Linked DNA regions of Mus musculus: all the other regions are linked to region 5. A link is a contact called in public Hi-C, Micro-C and promoter capture Hi-C data. All regions are on one chromosome and are shown on one strand. Each heading gives the region's core, a stretch centred on a gene start, on an enhancer-like site or on the middle of the called end of the contact. The rest is flanking DNA. Distances are from core to core; before and after follow the strand shown. Region 1 holds the start of Dyrk1a (dual-specificity tyrosine-(Y)-phosphorylation regulated kinase 1a). Region 2 holds the start of Pigp (phosphatidylinositol glycan anchor biosynthesis, class P). Region 3 has its middle 5.2 kb from the start of Gm41504. Region 4 overlaps Dyrk1a (dual-specificity tyrosine-(Y)-phosphorylation regulated kinase 1a). Region 5 holds the start of Brwd1 (bromodomain and WD repeat domain containing 1).

Region 1 (3,295 bases), core at 209-2,708, 1.5 Mb before region 5:
GACACCCAGCAGTATTTAGCCAGGCGGAAGACAGTAGAATAAAAAACAAAACAAAAAAACCGAAAGGCAGAATTCCGGTGAAGATTCGACGGTTAAGGCCAAGTGGGCAAATTTAAGAATCGGGAAACCGAGGTGACTTAGGACAGGTAACAATAAAAAAAAAAACAAAAAACAACCCCCCCCCCCAACCCCCTCCGAAAGCCCTGGGGTTGGCGCTGGCTGGGCATTCCGATGGAGAAGCCGGGGAACCGGCGCCCGGGAGCGTGCCCAGCCTGGAAAGTTTCTGCGCGGCCCGCGCGCGGGCACGGTCCGAGTAAGGTGGCGGCCGCGCGCCTGCAGCCGCGGGCGTAATTCCGGAGGTGAGCCGGACGCCAGCGATCGTCCAGGCCTGCGCGGGCCCGGTCGGGATAGGGGCTCGCGACGGCGGCCTCCCAGGGCCGCGAGGTGGGCGGCTTGCCCTCCGCTTCCCTTCCTTCCCGGGCCGCGCGGGCGGGGCTGCGGGCTCGCGGCGCGGGAGCGCGCTGCGCCACGGGGGCGCGCGCTGGCCCGGCCGCAGTCGGCGTGGGAGCGAGCGCGGGGGCGGGGCGAGGCGGCCGCGAGGCGGCAGGCGCTCGCTCGCTCGCTCGCGCACCGGCAGGCCACCGCCTCGCCCCCGTCCCTTCCCTTCCCTTCCCTCCACTCCCCTCCCCCGAGCGAATCACGCGCCCTCCTCTGACACTCATAGCGGGCCCGAGCTCCGAATTTATCCTTCACGTGACCTGAGGGGGGTTGGGTGGTTGGCTGGGGGACGGAGGAGAGAGGGGAAGGAGGGAACGGAATCTGCCGTTACCCGAGCAACAGGCCCCGCCCGCCGGCTTGGGGCCGGGAGGGGCGGGCGGAGGACGTCAGCACGTCAGCCGGGGTTTTGCGTTTTGATTGACAGTTGCTATAGCGACCGGGTCGGTCCGTCGCCATTTTGTTGGTTGGTTTTTTTTTAAACCCTTTCGCTTCCCGCCCGAATAATAATAAAAAGCCCCATTGGAGTGAGGCGGGGGTGGCGGCGGCAACCGCGGCGGGGGGATCCGGGGAGACTGCTGCCGTCGCTGCTGCCGATCGCGGCCCAGGTCGGGCTGAGAAAGCGGACTCCCCGAGCGGGGGTGCGGGCGCCACCGCCGCCGCCGCTTGTGCTGCTGTTCCTGCTGCTGCTGTTGGTGCCGCTGCCGCTGCCGCCGCCGCCGCCGCCGGCGAGCGGGCGGGACCGGTGTGAGTGTGAGGGAGCGTGTGCGAGGGCGAGTGTGCGCGCGGTGAGTGTGCGCGAGTGTCTGTGCGGGATCGGGGGCGGGCGGTCCGGGCTCTCCTGGCGGAGCCGCCGCCGCCGCCGCCGCCGCTCGGGCCCCGGCGCTGCTCGCTGCGCAGCTTCGGAGCGCGCGCCATTTTGTGAGATTTACAAAAATCCTCGTCGGGAAGAAGCGGCCGGCAGCGGCCGCCACTCGGCGCCCGGCCTCGCCGCCGCCGCCGCCCTCCGCACCGGGCCGGGCCGGGCCCCGCCGCCGACACTCGGGGGCCCGGGGACTGCGGTATTTGCCGGGGAGGGGCTGTCGCCTGCCTCCCCGGCCGCGGGCGCCGCCGGCCCCGCCAGCCCGACGGACCCTGAGCCAGCGCGGCTGCGGCGCGGAGCCGGGACGCCGGGGGCGGAGAGAGGCGGCCGGGGCGGCGCTGGCTGCGGAGGCCGCGGCGGGAGCGCGGCGCGGGAGCTCGAGGCTGAGACTCACCGGAGGGAGCGGCGCGAGCGCCCCGCCATCGTCCCGGTGAGTGTCCGCCCCGCCCGGCGCGGCGCGGCCCAGCGCGCGGCTTCTCGGGGCCTGCGAGCCGGGCTCGCCAGGCCTCAAGCGGAGGGAGGGAGGGACCTGCCATCTTAGGAGCGAGCGGGCGGGCGGGCGGGCGGCCCGGGGCCCGGGGAAGAAGGCCTCGTCCCCGAGGAAAGTTGCGGCGGGTGGGACCCGCTGCCTCGGGCCGGGCCGGCGCCAGACCTCCACTGGCTGCCCGGGCGCAGGGGAGGAGGCTGTTCTCCTCCTCCTCCTCCTCTTCCTCCTCATCCTCTGCCCCCAGCTCCTCCCTCGTCCCTCCTCTCGGTCCCCACCGGCGTGCGGAGCGCCGGGGTTCTGGGCAAGGACAATGCACGGGATCAGAAAATGGGGCTGGCGGCCGGGAGGCGAGGACGCAAGGCCCGGCCGGGCCGGGCCGGCGAAGGTCGGCAGCCTGCTGCCTGCGAGGCCCAGTGGGCCCGCGCTCGGGCCTGGGGACCTGGTGTGCTCGGAAGTCGGGCCGCGAGCGCGGGCCACCCAGGGCACCGGAGGGGCCGGGGTGACCTGCATAGCAGCGGGAGGAGACTGGAATTAGAATGGAGACCTGTGTATCGCCTCAAAACTTCAACATCTATTTATAGGCTCAGACCCACTCAGGCTCCAGAGGCCCCAGAGCTGCTGAATATCAGCACTAAGCTAGAGGCCCCTCCCTACCCCGAAATAGTTAAAAATGGCAAAATTCGTGAGTCAGTGACTCCAATGACTTGTCTTGTCTTTGCCCAGCCCTAGATTATGTGACTCCTGTCGTCGAGGTGCAGCATCGTTTGCTTCTTGAGTTCTGCCAAATCCCAAGAAAATATTCCTTGTAACTGTTTGCACACTCATAGATTAGTGCAAGGCCTTTTATATATTACCTCGAATAACCTCCCAGTTGGAAATGCTGCCCATTTTACAGATGAGCAGACTGAGCCTAGAGGTGGGCAGTGACTAGTCCAAGGTCATACAGCCAGTACTCCAGGAGGCCTATGTCAGTTGTTAGCCTGGCTTTCTGTTCATTGGCTCCTAACTTATTATTAAGTACTGTATGATGACTCAGGGCTGTAACCTAGACTGTTTGGGTACAGGTTTTGGTAGAGTTAATTTAGGGTTTGCAGAAGTACAGTTTAGATGAGCCCCTGTAATGAAACTTGTCATGCCCCCCCCCCCCCAGGTAAACTAGTCTGTTTTTCAGTGGAAGAATTGAAACCACTGGTGCATTTTGTTCTTTGCGTTTAACTGTTACAGTGTAGAGTTCTTTTTGCGTATTGATAAGTCATAAAGTTTGGTGTGAAGTTATTTTTTATTTAAATACTTACATTTCTCTTTTGACACTGTACTTTGCACGTTAAGAATAACTATTAGGTATTTTGATTTGAGATGTTAATGTAGTGGAATTATCTTACTTTTTGTTTGTTAAATTTTTTTTAATTGTCTTAAAGAATTACATTTTTAAATAGACTGTAAGTGGGAGA
Region 2 (3,051 bases), core at 327-2,826, 1.7 Mb before region 5:
AATAGTAATTTATAGAAATAAAGGGCAGCTAATGTTTATTAAGCAGCTTCTTTGCATAAATTACCCAAGTTAATACAAGAGTCAAAGGACTTCAGTAGAGTGAAGTCTGCCAGTATACCTGTTCTAATTCCAGTCCTGTTGCTATTTGGCTTTGATCAAGTTACTTAAATTCAGTATTCCCATCTTTAAACTGAGGAAGCAAGGCAGCACCTACTTCACAGGTTCACTTCATGCAAAACACAAAGCTCTCAGGCCAAACAATGATTCCACGAAAGAGCCAGTAACTGTAGCTTCTTCATCCCACTACACTACAGCTAAGCTAGTACTTTTCACTTAAGAATTGGGAAGGATACCTCCACATAGACATTCTGATTTCTATCAAGGACCAGGTTGGATTGTGGGCATTCAATTTTCTACCACTTGATTGCCTCATATCTTCCAAACTATTTGAAGAGGGACTTTGGTTCTGTTTGTTGAGTTGGTCATATTAAGTTTGTTTTTGTTCTTTGTTTTTGTTTTGTTTTGTTTTGTAAGCCTCAGTGGCCTCATCTACAAAATGGAACATTGTGGGCATTAATGCAGATCCCAGACGTTAAGGGTACATTCTTACACCTGACTTCTCTGGCCCATTATCTTCACTCTTCAGCTACAGCATGCTATCCTGGAGCTATAAGCATCTCACTTCCAAACCTTCACAGGCCTTCACTCAGAGACTCTATCCATGGTCCTTCCTGACTTATTCTGATAGAACTGCCAGGGAGTGGCCTGGAGGTAGCTAACCCCAATTTCTAAACCTTCCAAGGCTCTTCCAGGGCACTCATCATGCTCTCTGAACTGTGGGTTTACTATGCTTCTCCACATGACTATGACCTCAAGGATTGGGGCCAGGTTTTATTCACATTAGCATCAAGCCTAGTGCTAAATAAATATTGGAGAGTTCATCTAGAACTGCATACATAAACTGAGCAAACAAACGGTACCCCTTTTAGGACTCGTGAAGAGACACAGGTAGAAAGAATCAACAGTTCATGTGTGTACGTTCTAAGGACAAACACATTATTTCCTGGTTCTCAATACCATTAAGGGCCTTGGCCATCCATCATTCCAGTACTTACTGAAGCCAAATTGTGAGCTTAGGAAAAGAACAAAGCCATAAATCGCTCTTTCTGGCAATGGCGACGGTGAATTTTCCACCATCTTCCCTGTGGCTTTAGACAATCTGTGGAAAAGGAACACAATCGTCGTCAGACATCTCCCCCCGCCCCCCTTCACCAATGGTCTGTTACATAATCTCATCGCTTGCTGCGGACACAGCCACTGCGGATGTTCGCGCGCGCGCGCCACTGCAGCTGAGGGGGCGGCGGGAGCGCGCGCTGCGGGGAAAATGCGCACCTCGGACCCTCTGAGGCGAGGAAGGGGCCCGGGCTGGACAGAGGCCCCGAGTCCTGCCCTCTCATGATGGGCCCTGTCCCAGCCTTCGTGAGGCTCAGAGGAAACAGGAGGCCCGGGACCTTGAGTCCTGCGAGCACCGACGCCCACCCGTCCCCACCCTTCAGCCCCACTCAGTCCAATGCGCAGGCGCGGCTCAGCTACCCCCGCAGCGTGGGCGGAAATTAAAAAAAAAAAAAAACCTGAGGAAAAGCAGAGGCTGGCAGGCGCCCCCGCCGCTTGGCGCAGGCGCACCGCGACCGCAGCGAGGGGGCTAGCACGGTCTCACCACCCACCCCACCGAGCTGAGGGGGCGACGCGGCGACTGCGCATGCGCACCCTAAGCCACGTGACCCGCCCGCCTCAGGAGCCGCGGAGCGTTCGCTCTGCGGGTCTGGTTGACGTGGAGGGCCGGAGGCGTCGGCAGCCCGCGTCTGAGGCTCGCGGGCTGCGGGCCCGGGTGAGTGCAGACCCTGCGCGCGGCGGGGCTCACGGAAGCGTCTGCGCGTCCCGCCGCAGCCGAGATGCCCGGGCATCGGGGCGCTCCACACCTCCCTCCGTGGGTGTGTGGTGAGTGTGGGTGTGCGCGTCGCCGCGCGTCTCGCCGAGCGCCCGCGCGCTGAGGGGGTGTGGCCGCCCTTGCCCTTGTGGGTGTGTTCCCTTTGTCCAGTGACCCTCGGGCGTCCTTAACGGTAGAAGGGGGGTCTTTTGTGTGCGCGTCGCCTGGCGTGCGGGTGACATCCCGGGTCAGGTACCCGTTCCCGCGTTCCGAGCGCTCGGGGACGCGCCTCTGGGTCTGCGGCTGGCCCGCTTTGTTCCTACGCTCTCCCTTCCCTACGACGGCGTGGGCGTCCTTCTCATCCTCTGAGGATGGTGGTTCCCCTCCCACCTTTGTCACTGCCTTCCCTGTGGTGTGCGCGCCCCCTCCTCAGCACCCGCGCGCGCCCGCCCACCCGCCGCTGCGGCAGGCTGCAGTGGCAGGCGCGCGCGTGCGTCCTCGAGGGTCCCCAAAGGTGCGCTGTGTAGGGGCCCTGTGGCGTGCGCGGGGTTGGAATTGCGGTGACGCGCGTGCGCGCTGCCCCTGGTCTGTGTGTGCGCGCCTCTCCCCCCCACCCCCACCCCCGTTTCTGGGAGGACCCGGGAGGGACGCAGAGCTGCCCCCCACCCCACCTCCCCACCTGCAGCCTTTTCCTACGCCTGCGCAGGGCTGCTGCTCCGCAGTGCTGGCGACGTCACTGAGGCCTGGGCTGCCATCTCCTATTGGGGAGGGGACAGACTAGGGGGGTGGGGGGACAAAGGACCAAAATGAAGCCGAGGGTGTGTCGGTACCACTGCACGGTACCTTTCTCAGAAGCTTGTAGTTTCCAGACGTCCTTCAGTTTGCAAATTCTTTCCACCGTTTGTGCTTGTGCCTCTCACCAGGCGATGGCTAACACTGGGTATTGCAGGGTGTTTATAGCAGCCTTTTAAAGCTCTGGACTCTGGCGAGGGATCAAGGGAACAGGGTTGAAATCATACAGGTTTTACTGCTCTCTCCGGGGCAGTTTTCTCACAACCACAGCTCTAGTTAGAACACGTTCTTTCAAGAAATGTGTATTTTATTTTAAGAAAAATGGGTTTGTT
Region 3 (3,098 bases), core at 169-2,668, 1.4 Mb before region 5:
GAAGTTGGTCTAACCCCTGTCTAAGGACATACGGTTGAGTCTGTGGCCATGATATCAGGGACTCCTGGGGTTCCTAAGCTGCTTTTAAGGTACCTGTGGTGTCAGAAGGCTTTATTCATAACAGCCCTAAGGCTGTTCAACTTTCTTCCCTCCTGAACATTTTTCAAGGACTCCATGACTTGTGACAGAGGCACAGACCGGCCACGGGAGCAAGACTCTAGAATGACACATAATGCCAAGTGTGAAGCTCTTATTCTAGAAAATGTGGGTTTTTTTTTCCCCCATAAGAGTGTCATGTATATGGGCACTGATTTTCTTTTTAAATTTAAACAGTTTTCTCAGTTTCAATATGGCAAAGATTGAGTGCCATCTCTCATGTAAACAAAAGCTTCCTGGCATCTTAGAAGAAGGCTTTGAGCCTGAGTTTCTCTGCTTTCCCTCTGCATACCTTAGGTAGAAAGAAAAAAGGAAGATTGTGAACGTTCCCCGGGCCACATTTGGCCTGTGCTCAGTGTGAGGGGCTCAGTGGGACTGCTTGAACTTCATGGTATTGCAATCTCATGGGCATGGAGCCTTGATGGTCACCTACTCCGACTCCTTTGGGCCCTTTCAAGACACCTTGCATAATAGATCCTGAGACACACTGGTGACACACAAGGTATACTATATGCAACGTGAGGCAGAACAAATGGCCCATAGTGAGACTACTTGCATAGGCAGTAACAGGGTAGGGAGGGTCCTAATCCAGTATGCTTGGTGGCTAGACTAGACCTGCCGGGAAGAGTGTGTAGAGAGGAGAAAGACATCGGGGTGTGGCTCCAATCCTGTAACTAAAACTTGGCAATGACCTGGTCTGGAAGGTGGGTCTGGTGCCTTTGAGGGCACACCCCTGCTGATAATGTCAAAGACAGACTCCAGAACTGTTAGAGAGGATGATTCTGCTACTTAAATCCTGAGGTCAGGAAGCCTGTGAATGACGATGCTGGACTTGCCTGTCACAGAGAGCAGTTCTCATTGGAGAGGTTGTCTGTTAGTCCCACTCATTCCTGTGCAGGGAAGAATAGCCTTCAGGCAGAGTTGGTGAGACTGCCTTTAGCCCAATGTTGGAAGCTTCTTCCTGGGCTGTGGGCTACCTCTGCAGCAAGCAAGCTCTCGAGAGCTGATTTACACAGATCTCATGACCTGGCCCCCCAGAGCTATCATGAAACAGCAAGATGGCCTGGGTCATTCATGGCTCTGGGAGGCTACAGGCCAACCAGGGCAAGCCTTACCCTTAACCCTGGGAGCTCACAAGTGGGACATAGTTCCAGAACTCTGCATCGTTTGTGAAGCTTTGGGAGGGGGGGGATCCTTTAAAGGCACCCACCGAGTCTTTGTGTGCTGGGGTAGGCTGCAAACAAGTTATTCTGAGCCAGCACAGGCTGTGCTGTTAGCAGTAATAGTATTTTACTGCTGGTATCCTGGAGAAATGTTGGGTTGGGGGAGAAGAGCAGAGATGAGTTTAAAAATAGAAAGCTGTAATTAGCCAAGCATGGGTTTGTTCTTGAAGGCATCAATTACTACGGCAACCACACACCCCAGATTCTGCAGGGCAGGCTCCGTGAGTGGATCCTGACTTTTTACAGGAATTAGGCTCTGCTGAGTGTCTAATGGGATTTAACATTGCACAGGTCTGTGTTGCCACTGACACATTAATTCACAGTCGCAAACAAACTCCATGTCATGTCATGACTCTGCCTTTTTGTTATGGAAAAAAAAAAGTCATCCTGGTCTGATGCCCTGGGCTGTGGTCCTGTCCTGTGGTTGAGAACCAATTATGAAGAATTAGGAAGGTGTTTGTCAAATGCAGGGCTCTGGAAGTCTAAGGTGGGAGTCCCACCTAAGTTTTTGGCTTAACGTTTTGTGGGATACAGAGCCAAGGAGCTAGCTTTCCAGTTTCTGCTGTACTGGGCACAGACCATCTTCCAGAGGGCTGCCCGGCACAGACATGTAATCTGCTCTTTCTTCTGTCAGGCATGCAGGTGCCCGCTGGGTATGTGCTTAAAGGGACACATCAGAGTCTGGGGGACCAGAGAGAAGGAGCATTCCTGTTAGGGACAGAGGGTGCTGCTGCTGTAAGCCATAAACTCAAGGACACATATGGGGCTGGGAAAGTTATTTTCCATTTCCTGCAGATGACAGAGAGGCCAAGAGTCTAGGCGTCAAGGACTGGGAGAAGGTGGGGGAGCCCCCCTGCAATGGTGGGGGAGCCCCCTGCAATGGTGGGGGAGCCCCCCTGCAATGGTGGGGGAGCCCCCCTGCAATGGTGGGGGAGCCCCCTGCAATGGTGGGGGAGCCCCCCTGCAATGGTGGGGGAGCCCCCCTGCAATGGTGGGGGAGCCCCCTGCAATGGTGGATGGTCACTTTATCAATAGAAATCTATATTTCCCTCACTTTTAGTCTTGCTGTAAATACCTGCTAGAAAGGGACATTTGATCTAGGTCACAGTTCTCAACCTGTGGGTCACCTTTGGGGTTGAATGACCCTTTCATAGGGGTCTCCAAGACCATCAGAAAACAGATATTTACATCCCGATTCATAACAGTAGCAAAACTGCAGTTATAAAGTAGCAATGAAAATAACTTTATGATTGGGGGTCTCCACAACGCAAGGGACTATATTACAGGGTTGTAGCATTGAGAAGGTTGAGAACCACTGATCTAGGGAATTAAAAACAATTATTAAAAATTTTATAACAATATATTTTGATTATATTCTTTCCTCTCCCCCAACATTTCCCAGATCCTTCCCACCTCCCTACCTAACCAACCGTACATTTTCTCTTCCTGTAAAAACAACCCCACCTAAGTAAAACAATATACAAAAAAAAAAAGTAAAAACAATAAAAAGAAAAGAAACCCCAAATCACCAAACAACGAAACTAAACCCACAAAACATGGAGGTCTGTTTTGTGTTGACCAAGTACTCCTAGGCACAGGGCCTGCCCTGGAGTGTTGTTGATGTGGCCAGTGTCACTCCTTTGAGGACCTCTCACTTGCAATAACTTCTTGGTCAGGGGCGGGGCTTTCGGTTCACTTCCCCTCTTAGTGCTGGGACCT
Region 4 (3,452 bases), core at 842-3,341, 1.5 Mb before region 5:
TTTGGAGAAGACACCAATATTCAGACCTTAGTGCATGCTGCTGTAGTGCAAGTAGTGTGGACTGGATGAAGGAGCAGAGATGTAGTCACAAGTCTTTAGGCTGAGAGAGCCAAGATAAACTGGTAGGTTCATTGTTCGGTGATGATGTAGTATCTGCTTCCAAAATGGCCTCTGACAGAGAGATGAAATGCTGAAAATCTCTCCTCCTCTATGTCTTTAATCTGGGGTCTTGACTCTCTTCCTTCTCAGTATTAACCGTATGATATGAGTGAATATCTGTTGATATGCCGAAGAAAGAAAGTGTGAGGAGGTGGGATTCACAGCCTCTTTTTCAATTCGGAAAGACATTTCAGAAGAGGGAGAATGTTCCTGTTAAACGTTTACAAACGAGTTCATTGTAATTGTCCCTATATTTGTTAGTAAAGGAAATGCTGAGTTCCTGAACACAGTTGTAGTAGCATATAGCAACAGCACTGCTTGTCTACTGAGTATTCAGGTCTAGACAGGATAATTTCTATTCCAAATGGTATCTGCTTTCACTGTGCGGTCCAAGTTGACTCAGCCTTTACTTGTCTGGTGTCTGTCATCGTCTTCCACATTGCCTTTGCCCTCCCTGTTTAGGCTTTTTCATAGATTGGGATAGTTGGGCTTCTTATGGAATGACTGCTTTCCAGAGGTTAGACAGAGAGCTGCCAGTTGGAGCCTTCCTGGAAGCATGCCACTTCCCATCTTCTCTTGTCTTGGGTCAGGTCAGTCTCAGGGTCGGGACTGTGCAAGGTGTGGATACTGCAGTGGTGGTTGACTTGAGCCAGTGGACATTCTCTGCCATAACAAAAGGTGACAGTTTGTGTTGGCTCGTTCATGTTTTCATTATATAATATTATTTTGTGCATCAGCTTTTAGCTGTAAGTACATTGAAAGCACTATATAATAATATAATTCTCAAAATCAATTAAATGATATATTTAATTTTGATAGTATTCATACACACGTAAGGACTGAGCAGAAGTGATGATGGGTACTTTAATGGGCGTCTCAGTTCCATCTTACCCGTCACATTATGAGATAAAAGCCAGGCTGTGTAGTTTTTCAAATAAACCACCTTTTGGATCATGTTACAATCCATAAAACACCTCAGATATTCCCACAGTAACCTGTGGCTGTATTTTGTACAAGGAAAAAAAGGGCCAGACATTCTAAGACTGACTGTAATTGGAACTCGCTCAAGCTGTGCACATATCCAACTTCTAAACCGTGGGCCACAGCGCTGGCTACTTGACGGGAGACCTGAGAGATTCTCCTCAGAGACACATTCATCTCCAGCTTGTCCTTCAGCCATAGCTGTCTCTTCCAGGGAGTAAACCAGTTCCGCGTCTGCTCCTTTATAGTACAGGTTGGTGGGGGGAAGGGTGGAAGACAGCCCAGTGCCCCACCCTGTAGGCCGAAGGCATGGGATGGCTGCTGACATCTGGCGTGTTGGCTTAGTTCTGTGCTTTGAGCTGGGTACAAATAGAACTGTGTCCCTAGGAGTTGGTGGGAGCTGCTGGACAGGCATGGCAGAAGTACAAGAGTACTTTTTATCCCTAACACAGGGTTTCTCTGTGCAGTCCTGATTGTCCTGGAACTCAGTCTGTAGATCAGGCTGCCTCAAACAGCCCACCTGCCTCTGCCTGCCAAGCGCTGAGATTGAAGGTGTGCACCAGTACTGCTCAGCAGAAGACTGATTTTTTTAAACCTGCTATCTTCTATAAGAAAACTGCCAAAATGTCTATAATTTCAGAATCTGGTTATATCATAACATTGAGGGCAGAGGGAAGGAACAGACAGTTAAGAGCAGTGCCTGATGGTTCTTGCTTCTTGCAGTGCTTCTAAGTCTCCCTGGTCTGTCAGTATTCTTGTGTATAAACACCTGGTTTATAATCTTGTGATCAGTTTTTGGCATCCAGAATTTTCTTCTCAATCTTGTACTGCCTTAGAGGTGCCCTGTGAAGGAAGTTAGTTGCACTTGGCATCTAGACAGTAGAATATAGGGCCAGTGGCCACACACTGTAACAGATGCTGAAGGCAGGCGCTAGTCTTAAGGGGCTGCTGGGGTAGTTCACTCATTTCCTGTTGTGTTTTGCTCTCACCTGAGTGGGGAAGGTGCTCTGGATAGGGAAGTACGGGGACTGGGCTGCGTCCACTCTGCCCTTCCCGAGGCTTTAGAGGGTACCTTTCACTTTCTGTTATGGGATTAAGATAGATGGGCATAGCACCTGCATAGAGATGGGAAATTCAACAGGAAAGGGTCTGACCACAGAGGCCAGACTAGTCAACCAGCATCTCTCTATTCTTGGGAGGGTGGGGCTTTTTTTTTTTTTTAAGATTTATTTCATGTGTATCAGTGTTTCACGTGTGTGCGTGAATGTGTGTGTGTGTGTGTGTGTGTGCGTGTGTGTGCGTGTGTGCGCGCGCGCGCGTGTGTGATGCCTGTAGAAGTCAGGAGAAGGCATTAGATTCCCTGGAACTGGAACTATGGATGGTTGTGAGCTGCCATGTGGGTTCTGGGACTTGAAACAGTCTCCTCTGCATGAGAAACAAGTGCTCTCAACAGCTGAGCCACCTCTCTAGCCTCACCTTAGTCATGCATTTTACACAAAGTAAAATAGTTTGGCAAGTAGTGGCTAAAAATGCTAAGGATAATGTAATGAAAGATGTGTGAAGTTAATTAGAAATATACAACTCAACCAAACCTGATTCCGTGTTTGCCTCAGGAAGAGTTGTTGCAACCTTGCTTGTACTTAGACACATATTCAGTCTCTCTGCAGTGGAGGTCCTCTTCCTGGGAGCCAGCTCAGAAAACCTTCCTGAGCATTACCCAGGCTCTTGGACTCTGGGTTCTTGTCATAAATTCCCAGTTTGGCCTTGTGTCAAGATTGCCTAGGGATCTTGTTCAGCAAGTAGGCTCAGGCTATGCCCTCAGGAGACTGATGGTTCTGTCTCAGAATCTGAATTTTTAACAAGCCCCCTCAGGGTGATTCCAATGGAGCTGTCAGTAGTGTGGGAAACACTTCCTTAGAAAGTTGGTGTGTCATTTGCCTTATAGGAAAGTGCTTCTTTACCTCATAGGCTGAGAGAGGATGAAAATGGGTTGTATTTGAAGTTGTTTCATAAACTGAAAAATAGCATAAAAGCTTTAGATAGCATTGTAAAATTGAGTATCTGCCTGGTTAGCCCAGAAAGGTAAGTTTATTTCCTGTCAGAAATAAACTGGGAGGTACAGGTGGGAATCTAGGCTTCTAGAGTTTTGCATACTTGAGCAGGACTCAAAAAATGTTACCCTTTCAGTTTAACTGTTCTTGAAAACTAATCATGAGTAGACAGTTTTGATTTTTCACAGTTGTAGGATAGTAGGTGACAGCTCAATGCCCTGAGTGCAACACACTGAATATAGTATGCATGGAAGAGTCTGA
Region 5 (3,130 bases), core at 343-2,842:
GCCAAACATCAACAGCACACACTCATCTCAACCTTCTGTAACCAATATGCTCAGTGTGAGTCTTTTATCTTAAAATTGTCGAAGATATTCTCCTGCAACATTTGTGCTTCGTTAACGATAAACACCCAAAGCCTCTGTTACCTGGATAAAACTCAACTATACACAAGAACCTCTAAGCAAGTAGGGAAAATAAGGCAAAGGAAAATAAATGTAATCCGCAAGTTACCACTCCTCGGAAATGTTAAGACAGGCACACACAACTGCTTCTGAGAGCTTAGTCCGAGCTCTCAGAAGCAGGAAATGAATTCAAGGCCAGCCTGGCCTACCCGAGTTCAAGGCAAGACAGTGGTACGTAATGACACCCTGTCTCAAAAAATAAATACACCGACTGACGGATGTCAACTTAAAGCCTGAACCGCTACATACAGCAAGATCAAGTGTGAGCCAACTTTCTAAAGGCAGTCAACACACAGTGCACGGGTCGGGGAAGCAGGGGTGCCGCACTGACATATTCACCACGGAGAACTCTGTGCGATCCTACAGAGGAAGGGAGTACAGTACAGGAAGGGGCCATTTCTCCACCTTGGGAGACTAAGGACTCTCTCTCTATTCCTGGGGAACAAGAGGTCTGAAAGTCTGGGCGGGGCAGAGAAAGGAGAGACCAATGAGAGCTCGAGTTACAAATCGGGAAGGGAGAGAGATGAGAGCGCCCCTCTCAGTGGCTGGCGGCCGCACCTGGAGCCCCAGCCCGGCCGCGAGCCAGGGGCGCCCCCGCCTGCGCCCGGCACCGCCCCCAAAACCATTTTCTGCCAAATCCCGCCCCCCACCCCGCCACCGCGAGCCCTCGGGGGTCGGGCCCGTCGCCCCGGGACGCCGGACCACCAGAGACCACCCCCGGGCGCGGCCCCGCGGCGCCCGCAGGGGAGCAGAGACCCGGCTGGGGGGCGCGGGCGCGCGGAGGACGCGGGAGCTGCTCACCAATTCCTCGTAGCTCCTGTTGTGCTCGTTGCCCTCCCAGTCCAACCTCTTCGGCAACAGCTGGAATGAGACACGAAAGGCGTCCGGGTGACCACCGCGGCCGGGAGGCCGGGCGGGACCGGGACGCGGGGGCGGGGACGGGGACGCGGGGGCGGCGGACCGACCTGGTACTGCTCCAGCTCCTGCACCAGCACCTGCGGCAGAGAAGACGCGCGGTCAGACCCCGTCAGCTGCCCCGCTCACCCCCGGTTCGTTCGCCCCCGGTTCGCTCGCTCGCCCGCCCGCCCGCTCGCCCAGCCGGCACTCACCTGCGCCGCTCGGCGACACGGGCCAGCTGAGAGGTAGCGGGCGATGAGAAAGTACAGCTCTGCGGGGAGAAGACAGGGACGGTCAGCGGCGGCTGCGCGACACCGGGCAGGGGACGCGCGGCCGTGTCTTACCCGACTCGATGAGAGGCACCGGACGTCGGGCCGGCGAAGGCTCCGCCATGGCGGGGCGCCGGGCGGGAGCGAGCGGACCAGCGAACAAGTGGAGCGCGTAGGCCGCGCCGAGGCCTGACCGGGCCGGCGTACCCCCAGCTCCTCAGGCGCGCGCCGCCGCCGCCATGCCGTGCGCGCCGCGCACCGACGCGTCCGCGGCAGGAAGTCGCGCGGGACCGAGGGGCGGGGAGCGAAGTAGTCCCCCCGCGGGGAGCCGGCGGCGTGGCACGACGCGGATGTGGCTCCTTGGCTGGGAGGCGGGCCTCGCCTCGGCGTCCTGTGCGTCGGGGGCGTGAAGCGCAAAAGGGGGCGGCGAGCCAGCCGGGGCTGCGTCCGCGGGGCGGGGGGTGGGGGGGCTGGGGCGCGCGTGGCCGGATTCCTGCGCGCGGTGAGGCGGCCGCCGGCCTTTGTGCGGCGGCGGAGGCGGTACGGCGAGCTGGAGTGGAGGGGGCGGGGCGGGGCAGGGCAGGGCGGAGCCTGGGAGGACGGTCACCTGGGCTGGGCCTGAAGACCCTGAGGCTGGGGAGGAGCTCTGCAGGAGGGTGGCTGAACCCAGAGCGGAGGCTGCGACACCACCTTACCCGCTGCCCTCCCGACCTCCCGCCGCCCCGCGTCCCGCGCCCCGCGATGGGTTAAAGATGCCCGGTACGGGTGACGGAATCTGGGAGTCCGCGATGACTTGACGGGAACTCAGAGGGCCCGTGGGAAACGGGCTGCGGCCACAAGTGTCAGTCGTTTTGTTGGAGGGGTGGAAGAGTTACAGAAAAATCCCCCTAATTACCGCTCTAGGCTCCTGACCCAACCGGATCTGTTTCACCACGTCCAGTGTGCGCTGACAAGCTCTGACGTAGAGTGCAGAACAGAACTAAACATGGCCATTGTTAGATTTATCGGGCAGCAGAGAGTCAGAAAAAGAGGCCTGACCTCAAACGACCTCGGCTCTTTATTCCCAAACACCAAAAGACAGTCGTCTTCCAACGGGAAAGCGAGCTCCTGTCGCGGGCTAGGGTGCGGCAAGGGAATTGTTTGTGTCTATAAAGAGTCTAGGGTGGTTCGGCTGTTTCTTTTCCTTAGGCTTAGGACATAGTGCTAGGGTGGCTCCGCATTCTTTTCTTAACCCCTGCGCCCCTGCGAAGGGCTGACCGAGCAAGGTCATTTGTAGGAGTCCTGTCTTGTGACCAAGGCGTTGTACCAGCTAGTCATTCTAGTGCCTGCGTGCGGAGGCAGAACGAGGTGTCCCAGTCGTGCCCGGGCAGTGAACCTTAGACTGGCTCCAACTATCAGGTGTATGATCCTAGGCAAATCACTTAACCTCTGTCTCAATTGGCCTTATCTGTAAATTGTAGCCAACAGTGCGGCTCCTTCCAGAGCTCAAGGATTTTATGAACTAATACGCATTTCCAGCCTCTGAGTTGACTTTCATTAATTACATGGAAAGTACATATGAATATGTAGATGGCCCACCTATTCAGAGTAATCCTAACTCAGCAAACACCAAGTGGTAAGATAAAATGGAACAGTAAACTCCACCGTTCCCATGGAAACAGTTTGGCGTCCTTTAAGGGAAAGGTGAACTATAGTGATAAGATTTAGGGCACTGGGATAAAAACCAACTTGCCTGAGGGAAAGGTATGGAACTTTCACTCCTCTGGGGATGTCATGCAACTGAAGGA

What was found. Promoter capture Hi-C pulls out the DNA fragments that hold promoters and counts their contacts. A called contact is a pair of places that touch in the nucleus more often than the background predicts.
Region 1: a Micro-C map of embryonic stem cells shows a contact between it and region 5, with 4 times the contacts expected there. The contact joins the promoter of Dyrk1a here to the promoter of Brwd1 in region 5. A contact is called at or near these places in 2 of 39 promoter capture datasets (cranial neural crest and second pharyngeal arch cranial neural crest), 2 of 484 Hi-C or Micro-C datasets (both in embryonic stem cells), 2 of 115 datasets of contacts at active chromatin or transcription factors (astrocytes and extraembryonic endoderm stem cells) and 1 of 9 other capture datasets (liver).
Region 2: a contact with region 5 is called in a Micro-C map of embryonic stem cells, with 15 times the contacts expected there. The contact joins the promoter of Pigp here to the promoter of Brwd1 in region 5. A contact is called at or near these places in 1 of 39 promoter capture datasets (liver), 1 of 484 Hi-C or Micro-C datasets (embryonic stem cells), 2 of 115 datasets of contacts at active chromatin or transcription factors (astrocytes and embryonic forebrain) and 1 of 9 other capture datasets (adipose tissue).
Region 3: a contact with region 5 is called in a promoter capture Hi-C map of hippocampal neurons, with 2.7 times the contacts expected there. The contact joins the enhancer-like site here to the promoter of Brwd1 in region 5. A contact is called at or near these places in 1 of 39 promoter capture datasets (hippocampal neurons), 1 of 484 Hi-C or Micro-C datasets (liver) and 4 of 115 datasets of contacts at active chromatin or transcription factors (astrocytes, embryonic forebrain, embryonic stem cells and 1 more).
Region 4: a Hi-C map of B cells shows a contact between it and region 5, with 5 read pairs. The contact joins the enhancer-like site here to the promoter of Brwd1 in region 5. A contact is called at or near these places in 4 of 39 promoter capture datasets (the 3T3-L1 cell line, cranial neural crest, liver and 1 more), 1 of 484 Hi-C or Micro-C datasets (B cells) and 4 of 115 datasets of contacts at active chromatin or transcription factors (astrocytes, embryonic stem cells, extraembryonic endoderm stem cells and 1 more).

What each region holds. Positions count from the first base shown.
Region 1 is chr16:94,568,748-94,572,042 of GRCm38.p6, forward strand. Dyrk1a (dual-specificity tyrosine-(Y)-phosphorylation regulated kinase 1a) reads left to right here and starts at 1,459. Exons shown (of 12, transcript NM_007890.2): 1 at 1,459-1,787.
Region 2 is chr16:94,368,974-94,372,024 of GRCm38.p6, forward strand. It overlaps Pigp (phosphatidylinositol glycan anchor biosynthesis, class P), which reads right to left and starts at 1,577. Exons shown (of 5, transcript NM_001159618.1): 1 at 1,393-1,577; 2 at 1,116-1,219. The coding sequence starts at 1,457. Ttc3 (tetratricopeptide repeat domain 3) reads left to right here and starts at 1,766. Exons shown (of 46, transcript NM_009441.2): 1 at 1,766-1,888.
Region 3 is chr16:94,717,598-94,720,695 of GRCm38.p6, forward strand. No RefSeq gene overlaps it. Among named protein-coding and RNA genes, the nearest start is that of Gm41504, 5.2 kb to the left of the region's middle. Within about 2 kb of position 1,419, at least 12 of the 459 cell types and tissues checked have an H3K27ac peak or open chromatin away from gene starts, as enhancers often do. A contact at or near this core is called in hippocampal neurons, where this site is marked.
Region 4 is chr16:94,586,955-94,590,406 of GRCm38.p6, forward strand. All of the region lies in intron 1 of Dyrk1a (dual-specificity tyrosine-(Y)-phosphorylation regulated kinase 1a), which reads left to right. Among named protein-coding and RNA genes, the nearest start is that of Dyrk1a, 18 kb to the left of the region's middle. Within about 2 kb of position 2,092, at least 98 of the 459 cell types and tissues checked have an H3K27ac peak or open chromatin away from gene starts, as enhancers often do. A contact at or near this core is called in B cells, where this site is marked.
Region 5 is chr16:96,080,836-96,083,965 of GRCm38.p6, forward strand. Brwd1 (bromodomain and WD repeat domain containing 1) reads right to left here and starts at 1,593. Exons shown (of 42, transcript NM_145125.3): 1 at 1,419-1,593; 2 at 1,287-1,345; 3 at 1,143-1,172; 4 at 979-1,038. The coding sequence starts at 1,467.